Regions from separate parts of the Sus scrofa genome. Here regions 1 and 3 are each linked to region 2. Evidence: chromatin contacts called from public targeted proximity ligation data. All regions are on one chromosome and are shown on one strand. The core of a region is the stretch at or near the end of the contact, and the rest is flanking DNA. Distances in the headings are between cores, read along the strand shown. Region 1 overlaps LOC110260820 (a long non-coding RNA gene). Region 2 overlaps LOC102159120 (a long non-coding RNA gene). Region 3 has its middle 150 kb from the start of BTG1.

Region 1 (3,678 bases), core at 1,000-3,499, 460 kb after region 2:
GGAGGATGAGCTTGGTTCTGCTATTTGAGGCCACCAGCAGAGGCGACTTTCAGTTTCCATTTGAGGCAGCCTGGGTAGGTCCATTCCAGATATGCCAAAATCACAAGGGTGGAGTGACTCATCTCCAAGCGGCTTCCTACCAAATTCCCCAATCTCCATTTGACACCTTCTCCTTAAGCCTCTGCCTCATGGCCCCCGCTATCCCCACCAAACTGCTCTGTCTCATTCTTCTCTGACTGAGATCGCCAGACGAAGGGTCCCTCAACTTCCCTCTTCTCTAGTATGCTGTTTCTCTCCATCTTTGCTCTCCTTGTTTGGAGAGAATGCCTCCTTCATTCCAAAACTAACTCTAACTACCCACGTGATCCCTCTCTTTCAGAAACTTGTTGCACCAACCACATTCGCTCTTGTTCATTTAATTTCTTCCTCACTGCTCCTTTAACTACTGACTCAAGTCTCCCATTTTCTGAGGATTTCTCATTCAATCTTGCTTATCTTTTCAGCTAACCTCCACCGCTTTGGAATTTTACATCCAGACTTCTCGGTTGGATCATCACTGATTTCCCCTCCTTGTGATCCACTCAAACCTCAGCCCCTGTTTTTTGGATTCCTGGCCTGTGTGTTTCGGCCCCTGCTATACCCTCCCTCCATTCCAGAATGCTCACACCTCTGCCTGGCAGTGTGCTATGCACCTGCCAGGTTTCCAGATGCTGCATCCCTCTCCCCGACCCTCACCTGGAGTGCAACCCTGTATCAATTTAAAGACTCACCCTGAGAGTTCCCTTCGTGGCTCAGTGGTTAACGAATCCGACTAAGAACCATGAGGTTGAGGGTTCGATCCCTGGTCTTGCTCAGTGGGTTGGGGATCTGGCGTTGCCGTGAGCTGTGGTGTAGGTTGCAGATGCAGCCCGGATCCCTCATTGCTGTGGCTCTGGCATAGGCCAGCGGCTACAGCTCCGATTTGACCCCTAGCCTGGGAACCTCCACATGCCACGGAAGTGGCCCAAGAAATGGCAAAAAGACAATAAATAAATAAATAAATAAAAATAAAAAATAAAAAAAAATAAAAACTCACCCTGAATCAGGCAGACTAGACATCTCCTCTGAGATGTGGCATTTGCTGAGACCTGCTCCTGCTCCAGGTTCAAGCACATCTTGATTATAGGAACCATTTTGAATCTCATGTGTGGGCCCAGTTTGGCTCCAGCACTGGTTTCATTTTCACACATCGCATTTATTGAACATTTACTATGTTCCAGGCTCTGTGGCACTTCCTACACATGATGTCACTCATTCCTCCCCGTGTTTCTGTGCTGGCGAGCACCACAATTAGCAGACCTGTTACAGAGGGTTGGAGAAATTTGTCTGAAGTCACACAGCCAACAGATGGTGGAATCAAGACTCAAACCAGGTCTTCTGACTCTAGTAGCTATGCTTGATAAATAGCTATAACTTTTAACAAAAGGGACAGTGGGGGACATGTGAGTATGGGGGTGTGGGTGTGATGGGTTGATGGCCGAAAGCTTTCTGGGACCCTGCTACTCATGCTAGATTTTCTGGTCCTGATTAGCTGCTCCATGGCTGCCAGGAGCTGTTATTATCACTCACTCCTATGCCCTTGTCACTGGGCCTGTGGGGACCTGCCCTTCCTTCCTGCTCTTGGCCCTGTGATGTTGACAGCTGTACTGGGAAATCACATGCTGGCTGCTGCCACAATTACCAGACACAGACTGTAAGTGCCTCCCTGGACGTCCTGCCACCCTGTCTCATGCCGGCCCCTACACAGGTGCTCAGGCCACGGCTTTGCTCCATCTGTTTTACTTCTGTGTAAGTAACCCAGTTTTCTCTATGCCATCACTTCTCCATGGAGTCTTTTCTCTGGTTCTGCCTGACAGAATTCATTCTTCTTACCCTCTGTTACAGTCCTTTAACTCTTGACTTATGCTCTCTTTCTGGCTCTTTCCTTAGCCTACCTTAGATTAAGTTAATGCCTCACCAGTTTTGCTAAACTCCTTTTAATATTGAACTTTTTTCAAATTTAAATATTCATTGTACTGAATTAATCAGAACACACTTCTCAAAACACAGGTGGTATGAAAAAGCCCAAAGTTTGTTGAAGAAGGAGAAATGCGCCGAGAGAATAAAAACAATGATGATCAGAACAATAAAAATCAATAAGCAACATTTTCAATGTGTTTTGCAATCACCAAACACCAGACTCACTGCCTGGCCTCCAGTGTCTTGGAAGACGAGTTCTGTGACTCACTGTAAACCACACGATAGGACTCAACTCCCAGACTCTGGCTTCAAACTCTATCTTCTAAAAATGCCTTCTAAAGAAAAGATTTCTGTCTCATCAGTCAGCTCATCTGGCATTTGAAAACCTCAAGCAGAAATTCCCCAGGTCAGCATTATGCATTCTCCAAGACCAAGCTTCTTCAAACAGAAACCAAAAACAATGAAAACTAAATACCAATGGCTTCTGGCTTCTCTTCAGCGATAACAAGTCTTCATTCTTTTTCTCTGTTCCATGTGAAAAGTTATACCCCCAAAGGGGAGCTGTGGGCTTTCCAATGGTGGAGCAGAGATGGGGGCTTAGGGAACGAAACCTTCAGAAATAACCTTCTCCTTCCTCCCTCTACCCACATTGAGAACATATTCATTTCACTGAATTTAAAGTCAATGAGACCATAAAGGACCAGTTCTGTATTTTGTTTTCTTATGCTGCTGCTTCTAGAGCAAAACTAAATAAGTGACACATCAACTCTTTAAGGATCTTGTTTCCAACGAGAGAACCGAGGATACACGTTCTGAGGACATTGGTTTATTCAAGATGATGTGACAACTTTAGAAAAAAAAAATCCCCTTAATAAAAGAGGTTTATAGGCCAAATGGACTTCCCTTTCTGGTCTAAATGTCATGTTTGTGAAAGTGGTGTGGTATAAATAGCAAAGTGGGGAAACGAGAAATTATCCCTCCGCTGAATAAATCAGACTCTTAGCTGACCCTCCCTCACAAGGCTGGTGCTTTCTAAGCTCTCAGGTTTCCACTCAAACATCACCTCTCAGGAGTCACCTTCTAAAATCGCTCCTCCACTACTTTTTATCCCCTTACCCTCCTCTTTATTTGAGTAATAGTATTATCACTAGCTGGCATTTTATTTTTGTTTACTTGTTTATTATCTGTTTCCTTCTACTAGAAGATAAGCTCTTTATGTGAATGTGTCTCTGTTATTGCTGTTTTCCTGGAAACCGGCTTCCTAAATTCAACTCCCTAAATAAACATTTAGGACGCCACTTATAAATAAAACAATTCTGTTTTCTCTACACATGCTGGAGAAACTGTAGGATCTGGAGATACCATTAAAGATAAACAGGAGACCAAAGTTAGTTCATTGAGAAGGATTTTCCACTTCAGACACTACAAAGAGGGGTCTCCTCACTCAGAATTTTTCTGTTTTCTCAGCATCGCAAGCAAAACACAGTATTTGGGTAAGAAAAAAAAAAAAGTCCAATAAGTCTATGCCTTATCTCAGACATCAAAGAAAAGAAAGTGAAACAGAGAAACACTGGTTCCAGATTTGCTGGAAAGAGTCTTAAAAAGGTGCCTGAAACCCACTCTGCAGGTTCCTTTTAATGGTTCAATTTGGTTTTTAAAGCTTTTTCTCTTCAGTGCTGA
Region 2 (3,640 bases), core at 701-3,200:
CTGCCTGTCTTCTTCTCTCTGGACCCTGAGCACCCCTCAGTTTCTTCTCAGCAGTCTGGCAGCCTAGCTACTGAGGGAGAACTTTCTGCAGCACAAGCTGAAAGATAAACTATCTGTGAGTCAATCAATGAGTCAGTCCACACAGCTTATTGATCTGATTATCATTTCTCTCCCCAGTCCCAGGAAAAGTAAAATGGTCATTAGGTGGCCGTGTCCCAGATCCTGATTGCTCGGGTTTTCCAGAAGGTGCTTAGATTCAGAGAGGCCAAGTAAAGTGAGAGCTGACTCTCATCAGCCTGGCTTCAGATTCCTGAGCTGTTAAAAGGGCCCCAGAATGCAAGGTCCTGGCCAGAAGAGCCTTTGATAAGAGTCTCCTGGCCCCACAGCCCAATACCCCTCCATTTGGGGAGGGCTGATATTGAGAGATAGCCAACTGAGCAAGGATGTCTTGACACGTTACTAGGAAGATAAGCCTTTCTTCTTCAGGACCAAGAACACAGCTTAAAAGATTACATGAGAATAAGGGGTCAGCACCCTATCTGTATGCCCCCTCGGACCAGGAGTCTGCAGGCAGTGGGACAGCTGGCCCTCGTTCCAGAGCCCCGCTGAGGAGGAGAGGAACTGAGGACTCAGGAACAGCTTGAAGGCAGCCAGAGATGAGACGGTGTCTGCTGGATGGGCCCCAGGCCTGTCTATGACCTAGCAGCCCGGCCTACCCAGCTGCAGCTCTCACCATGCAGCCCCTCAAACTCCAGAAGGAACTGCTTCTGGTGTCTCTCATACGTCACAGTGCGTCTCCACTTGGTGCCTCTGAATCGAGAGTTCCCTGGAGTGCACTGCAGGCTGGAATCCCCATTTTATTGTCCGCTCAAGTCCCAGCGTAGACGTAATGTCCTCCAAGGAGCTCTCACTGAACCCCTGAACTGGGATTAGAGGGTCTCTCCTGAGACATCTGCTTTGTATTTCCTACTGTCAAGATCATCGCTCTTGGTTACAACTGTCTTTTTATTTATCTAGAACCTCTGCTCAGTTATAACCCCTGTGAAGTTAGGGACTGTGTCTTGTTCCCTGCTCCCTATTTTCCCCCAAGTAACACATGCCATACCTGGTATACAGCAGATGCTCAAAGAACCCCTTTTGAACAAATGAATAATCAGTTTTACTTTGGTGGCAGGGACAGCGGAGCCTAAGGACATGAAAATGGCACCTAATAAATAATAAAGTAAGCATTTACTTAAAAAACATCGTATAGAAATCACACAATATTTCCACTACCTGGTTATTTATATGCCACCTACCATGTACCAGACATTTTATTTGCAAAGTTATTGTTAGTATTAAATTAGATAATGCATATATTGATGTTTAATAAATAGTACCTGATATTATTGTATTACTTAAGTTTCCCTAAACCCTGTGATGTGAGTATTTATGATCCGCCTGTTGAGGAAACTGAGCCTCAGAAAGGGTTAAAGTGACTTGATTGAAAATGGCAACATCAAGACGCTAAATAGTAACTGCCTGACTCTAAGATTCAAGAATTTCCCTCTAGAAAATGGCTTGCCTATGAAACGAAAGGGAGGGAGGAACAAACGAACAAATGAAAAAGGAAAGGAGTGAGGAAATAAGAAAGAAAGAGAATTGAGATGATTTTTCTTTTAACCCTACTGAACCTTTTTTATCCTTGCAAAATTCTTCAAACAATATGATGGCATTGCTTTCCATGTAGTACCCAAGCTCCGTCTGCTACAGTTACGATTTATGAAGACATATTATAAAAATGCTCAGAATTCCTGATCTAACTGAGCTGTGACATTGCTTGGACATAAAATCAGCGAGAAGCTCTGTCCCCACCGGCTCGTCTTGCCACTGTGTCCTCAGGGGGCACATCCTGCATCTGCGGGTGTTGTCCTGACTCTGGTCTCTCTGGCTGGCTGGTGTGAGTCACCGCGTCCTTGGGGAGGACGATGAGTCAGAATGCTTAACCAAGTACTTTGGCAAATTGAAATTAAGGATCTATAGGAAGGGTCATAAAAGTTTGTGGGGAAGTAGAGGAGGATGCACCATCAATTAGATGTTTAAACCTGGTATACAAACAGCCTTTCTCCAGAAATAACAAACAGCAAAAACAGGAGTTCCTGTCATGGCGCAGAGGAAATGAATCCGACTAGGAACCATGAGGTTGCGGGTTCAACCCCTGGCCTCGCTCAGTGGGTTAAGGATCCGGTGTTGCCGTGAACTGTGGTGTAGATGGCTGGCAGATGTGGCTCGGATCTGGCGTGGCTGTGGCTGTGGTGCAGGCCGGCAGCTACAGCTCCAATTGAACCCCTAGCCTGGGAACCTCCATATGCGGCAAACGTGGCCCTGAAAAGACAAAAGGACAAAAAAGAAAAAAAAAAAAAAAGATAGCATCTAAACACTGTCTAATACCTAGTGGCTGCAGGAAATCCATCAGCCAGATCAAGACCATTTCTATTTGCCTCCAGAAAGAGAAAACCACTAACTGAGAAGATGCCTCCCTATCAACAATATAATACAGAGAACTCAGAAAGACTCTAGTGGGGGGTCTCATAATTTCTTCTGGAAAGTTCTTGAATGACACAAAGATAACAGCATCGGGTATAACCATCCTGGTCAGCCTATACAACTACACTTCCTCCTTAGGTGAACACACACGAGGTGCCAAGCATTATACTAAACCCTAGGATTCAACTGTAAACGAAACAAAAATGATATCTGCCCTCATGGACCTTATAGCCTGATATGAAAGCAGATAATTAAATAATCACAGAAATACATAGATGAATGTAAACTATTATATTCCTTTGAAAGAAAATAATCAATTTTTTAAAAAATTATTATATGATAAGCACATTTTAGGAAAGAAGTGTAATTGAACTTTTGACTATAATAACTGAAAAGTTACTCATAAATCCCAAATCACAAAGCTTGCTGGGTTGATGAAGATAAAATTATTTCTAAATGTAGGCTTGTCCAATAAGAGAGGCTACTTTCAGAGTTCCCAGTGTGGCACAATGGGATCAGTGGCACCTTGGGAGCAATGGGATGCAGGTTTGATACCTGGCCAAGCACAGTGCGTTAAGGGTCTGGTGTTGCTGCAGCTGCAGCTTAGGTCCTGACTGTGGCTTGGATCTGATCCTTTGCCAGGGAACTCCATATGCTGTGGGGTGGCCAAAACTGAAAGAAAGAAGGAAGGAAGGAAGGAAGGAAGGAAGGAAGGAAGGAAGGAAGGAAGGAAGGGAGAGAGAGAGAGAGAGAGAGAGAGAGAAAGAAAGAAAGAAAGAAAGAAAGAAAGAAAGAGAGAGAGAAAGAGAGAGAGAAAGAGAGAGAGAAAGAGAGAGAGAAAGAGAGAAAGAAAGAGAGAAAGAGAAAGAAAGAGAGAAAGAAAGAAAGAAAGAAAGAAAGAAAGAAAGAAAGAGAAAAAGAAAAAAAGATGGATGTAACAAATCATTCTGACACTTATGGCTACTAAATGTTACCTATTTATACTGTGGGGATCAGTGAAGTATGAATACTCATTTTATTTCAGAGAATTATGAAACTTTGGAGTTGAGAGGACCTTTGAAATTAAGTCCTATTCCCCTCATAGTTTCACAGATGAGGAAACTAAGATCCAGAA
Region 3 (3,820 bases), core at 1,032-3,531, 270 kb after region 2:
TTAAACTTGTCAGTTGGGGCTTCAGTTATTCTGTTGCTGTCATTAACAATAATAATAACAATATTAACAGAGAATGACAATATACTACAGAATAAAAGTGAGACACAATTCACTGTAAGTGAGTCATGCAGCAAATAATAACACGGTGGGTCTGGTGTAATGTCCAGTTCCTCCTCATTGGGGATTTGGTCACTTCTCTGCCTCTGTCTGCAATCCCCCTACCTGTCCATCTCCAGATTGTGTATCTCCTAATGCTTGTCCACGGTGTTTCCTATAATTATCCAGACTCATTGAGATGGTTAGTTTCCTGTATCTATTTGCACTTAACTACAGATAATTTCCGGATCCCATGGAATTTGCATCAGTGAGTTTCACATCTCTGCTGCCCCTTGGGAAATTCTGAAACACTGGTTATTTCCTCAGGGAATGTTGGTAATGCTACGTGCTTCCTATTCTGCTTGGTTCCATTTATTGAAGGTCTACCGTATGTTTAAGATTGTTCGGGACTAACTGGATGCAAATATGCATCACCTGTGAGGTATTACCTGGAAGGAACACTTAATCCACCTTTCTATCCTTTCCTGTATGGTACTGCATTTTTCTGAGCTGTTTTGTGAGGATAAGAGGGGTTTGATAGGCCGAAATATTTGGCAAGATGAGAAAATCATTTATGTTTTTGAATAGACTTGAAAATTACCTCTTTGTTGTTCAGAATCATTAGAGCCTAAGGTACTTGCTGGGTCTCCTCATTATCGCTATTATTGACTGAGTATCTAATATGTGCTGAGTACTTTATATGCACAATCTCATATAATCCTCATAAAGACTCTTTGAAGTATTTTATTTTACAGAGGCAAAAATCCACATCAAGAGGTGATTTCACCACTTTTCCAAGGTCACACAGCTAACTGGGTTCAGGGTCACATTTTAATCCTGGTCCTATCTGCCTGTAGCCAACATCATGACTGAATCATGCTCCTCTGACCTCCTTCTTGCCCATCCCAACTGTGCCCATTCAGGACTCTAATGTTAAACTCTTGAGTGTCCATTTTTAAGGCAGATTTTTTTCAAAGTTAAAGATTTAATTAAATATAGGGTTTCATTAAGGTTACTTCTGAAAGGTACACCTGGCAATTACGTGATGGAGTCTTCACTTTAATCTGTTAAAAATGTTATCAACATGTGTTCTCGACATCATACATTTTTAGAGTAAGATATGACATTAAAGAGCATTTAACGGAGGGCTGAATTTCCTCTATAGCATCTTTGCTCTCGAGCTTCACTTCTGTTTGAACAAAGCATTCCCACTGTCTGCCCAGGCATCCCATTTCCCCCCTTGGACATTTGAGGCTTTGAGACTGAATCCCTGATCAGCAAAACGTTGCTATTACACTGGAGAGGGGATGGCCCACGGAAGTCATATGTCACCCACACCTGCACACGGGATGCACTTCAGTTACTAGGAGTGGCGATGAAAAATTTCTTTTGTCCTTCCCTCCCTTGTTTAGATTATTAGCCACTGAAATACAGAAATGTAACTTTGCATAAGGGTATACTATTTCACTGGGTGCATTCTTCCCCCAACGGAAAATGTCTATCCTGAACTGGTAGGATTCTGAAAGACTCAGCTTTACCAGCACAACGCCGCTGATGAGTCTTTTTTGATGATTAGTGATGATAGCAGGCTAACGTTTCTTCATGCATTATCAGATGCTGTGTTAAGTGTTTAGGGCATTCTTTTGTTTAACCCCTTGAAAGGGAAATACCACCTACGGATGGGAAGAGGACTAAGTGAGATAAAGCAGAAAAAGCACTTGAAACCACGCCCACCCGTCTGGACACCCCGTAATCCTTAGCGAATGCAGTCATGATTATGATCAGCTACTTCCTCACTCTTAAAGGGGAGGCAGGGAGCAGGCTAGTAATGGATAATCCGCCTCAATATTAAGTCACATTTTTTTTTTTTTTTTTTTACTTGATACCATTTTCAACCTGCTGTGAAACTCTATCCAGATCTTAACATGACCCTGTATCTACTCTGTGGGCCATTTCAATGTGAAGTGTTCTACCTTTCACTGCTGATCCAGTCTCTTTGGGGCAGAGGCTGATCTGAGGTCTGATCACAGTGAAAGAGAATCTACTGCCAACAAGAAAAAGTGAGCCTGCCAGTCCTGATCGGAGACTTGACCTTAAAGTGTTGATAGAGCAGCTAGAGGATCTGAACACTGGGAAGGAGCAAGTCACAACAGCTCCCACAGGCCCCGGGGACTAAAGGGCAGACAATGACGTGCATTTCAGTAATAACGTCCAGACAATGTATTGCAGAGAAACCGGGGGACCAGCCCACAACACTCAGCATTCTTAACTTGTTTACCCAGAAAATAAAGGAAGAAGTCAGTGACTAGTAAAAAATTGTTTCATTAACAAGCTTACTCTTGGGTGCAACTTCCTTTATTGAATCCCAGAATTTTCACCCGCCACTGATCTCGATTTGTAATGATGCATCCACAAATCTCATTTTTCCTGCTTTCTTTTAACATGGGGAGAAGAATATCCAGGGGCTATAGGTAATCTTTCAAATCAGTTATAGACTGTGATATTGGGGATGCCATATAAGAACAGAAAAAAAGCTTATTACTTTTCCAGATTCCAATCAATTAAATATTTGTAAAAATGCTTTGAGTTAGCAAAATGTTGAATGGTAAAGGGATGGAAACTTACCTAATAGAAAACCTTTCATAATGGTTTAGTAATTCTAAGATTATAGGTCAGTCTGCACGGCCTCGAGATCATAGTGAATTAGTCATTTCTTACGCAGCAACTGCCAGAAAACAAGAGGAAATGAATAAGAAGAGATTTGTGAAAATTGGAAATGACAGAAAAAGGAAAACTTGGCTTCTTATTATGTGTATCAGGCACTTCATGAAAAAAATTAACCTTGTTTACTTTTAAAAAATCAAAATAATACATGTTCAACATTTTAAAACTCAGAAATAATAACAAAACTTTTAGTACCAACTTCTCTCCCCCCCATTCCCAAATCCATTTCCATTTTCAACCGTTTTAGCAGTATTTTCTGCTATTTACTTCCATGCATTAACATATATACATTTTTAATGCTACTTTTTGATTATTTGAAAAAATTTTAGACATTGCCTACTGAATAATGATTTCCTGTAGGGAAAAATGAGGATTCCCTCTTTTAACCCCTTTCCCCATGAACCTAATATGACTCTATCCAAATTTCTAGTTAACTCAGTAAAGTTAGGACAGTACCCAATTCTCATCCAGGTTGAAAAGTTGAAGAGAATGATGATTTTTTTTTTTTTTTTAACTTGGCTACTCGGTTTGTTTTTGTTTTGTTATTTTTGGCCATGCCGGGCATGCAGAAGTTCTGGGGCCAGGGACCGAACCCGAGCCACAACCGTAATCAAAGCCACAGTAGTGACAATGCTGGATCCTTAACACACTAAGCCTCCGGAGACCTCCATTGGGCTGCTTGTTTTTAATTGAAATTACTGGCAAAGCAGCAAATTAGCCATGCTACACGTGTAACTCAGCATCAAGCTATGATGACACATACAACTGGTCCTCGGTGCCTTTCTTTGTTTCTCTGAAGTACAGACTGAGTTCAAGGTGTCAGCAGTCCACACATTGTCTGGACCCATCCAGGTGAGATGAAACTGGAGGTCACAGCTGCTGAGCTTGTCTTTGGTGATGGTGGCGGGCACTGGGGCTGTGTCAGCACTCCAGGCTTATACAATGACTATATATTGGCTGGTCTATGAAAATATTTCTATTTTAAAAAAAGTTTTAAAAT

What was found.
Region 1: a contact with region 2 is called in a targeted proximity ligation map of alveolar macrophages. A contact is called at or near these places in 1 of 47 Hi-C or Micro-C datasets (embryonic fibroblasts) and 1 of 2 datasets of targeted methods (alveolar macrophages).
Region 3: a contact with region 2 is called in a targeted proximity ligation map of alveolar macrophages. A contact is called at or near these places in 1 of 47 Hi-C or Micro-C datasets (embryonic fibroblasts) and 1 of 2 datasets of targeted methods (alveolar macrophages).

Annotation. Positions count from the first base shown.
Region 1 is chr5:90,475,107-90,478,784 of Sscrofa11.1, reverse strand. LOC110260820 (a long non-coding RNA gene) reads left to right here. Exons shown (of 3, transcript XR_002344327.1): 2 at 1,260-1,827; 3 at 2,089-3,678. Among named protein-coding and RNA genes, the nearest start is that of PLEKHG7, 160 kb to the right of the region's middle.
Region 2 is chr5:90,933,646-90,937,285 of Sscrofa11.1, reverse strand. All of the region lies in intron 1 of LOC102159120 (a long non-coding RNA gene), which reads right to left. Among named protein-coding and RNA genes, the nearest start is that of BTG1, 120 kb to the right of the region's middle.
Region 3 is chr5:90,659,967-90,663,786 of Sscrofa11.1, reverse strand. No RefSeq gene overlaps it. Among named protein-coding and RNA genes, the nearest start is that of BTG1, 150 kb to the left of the region's middle.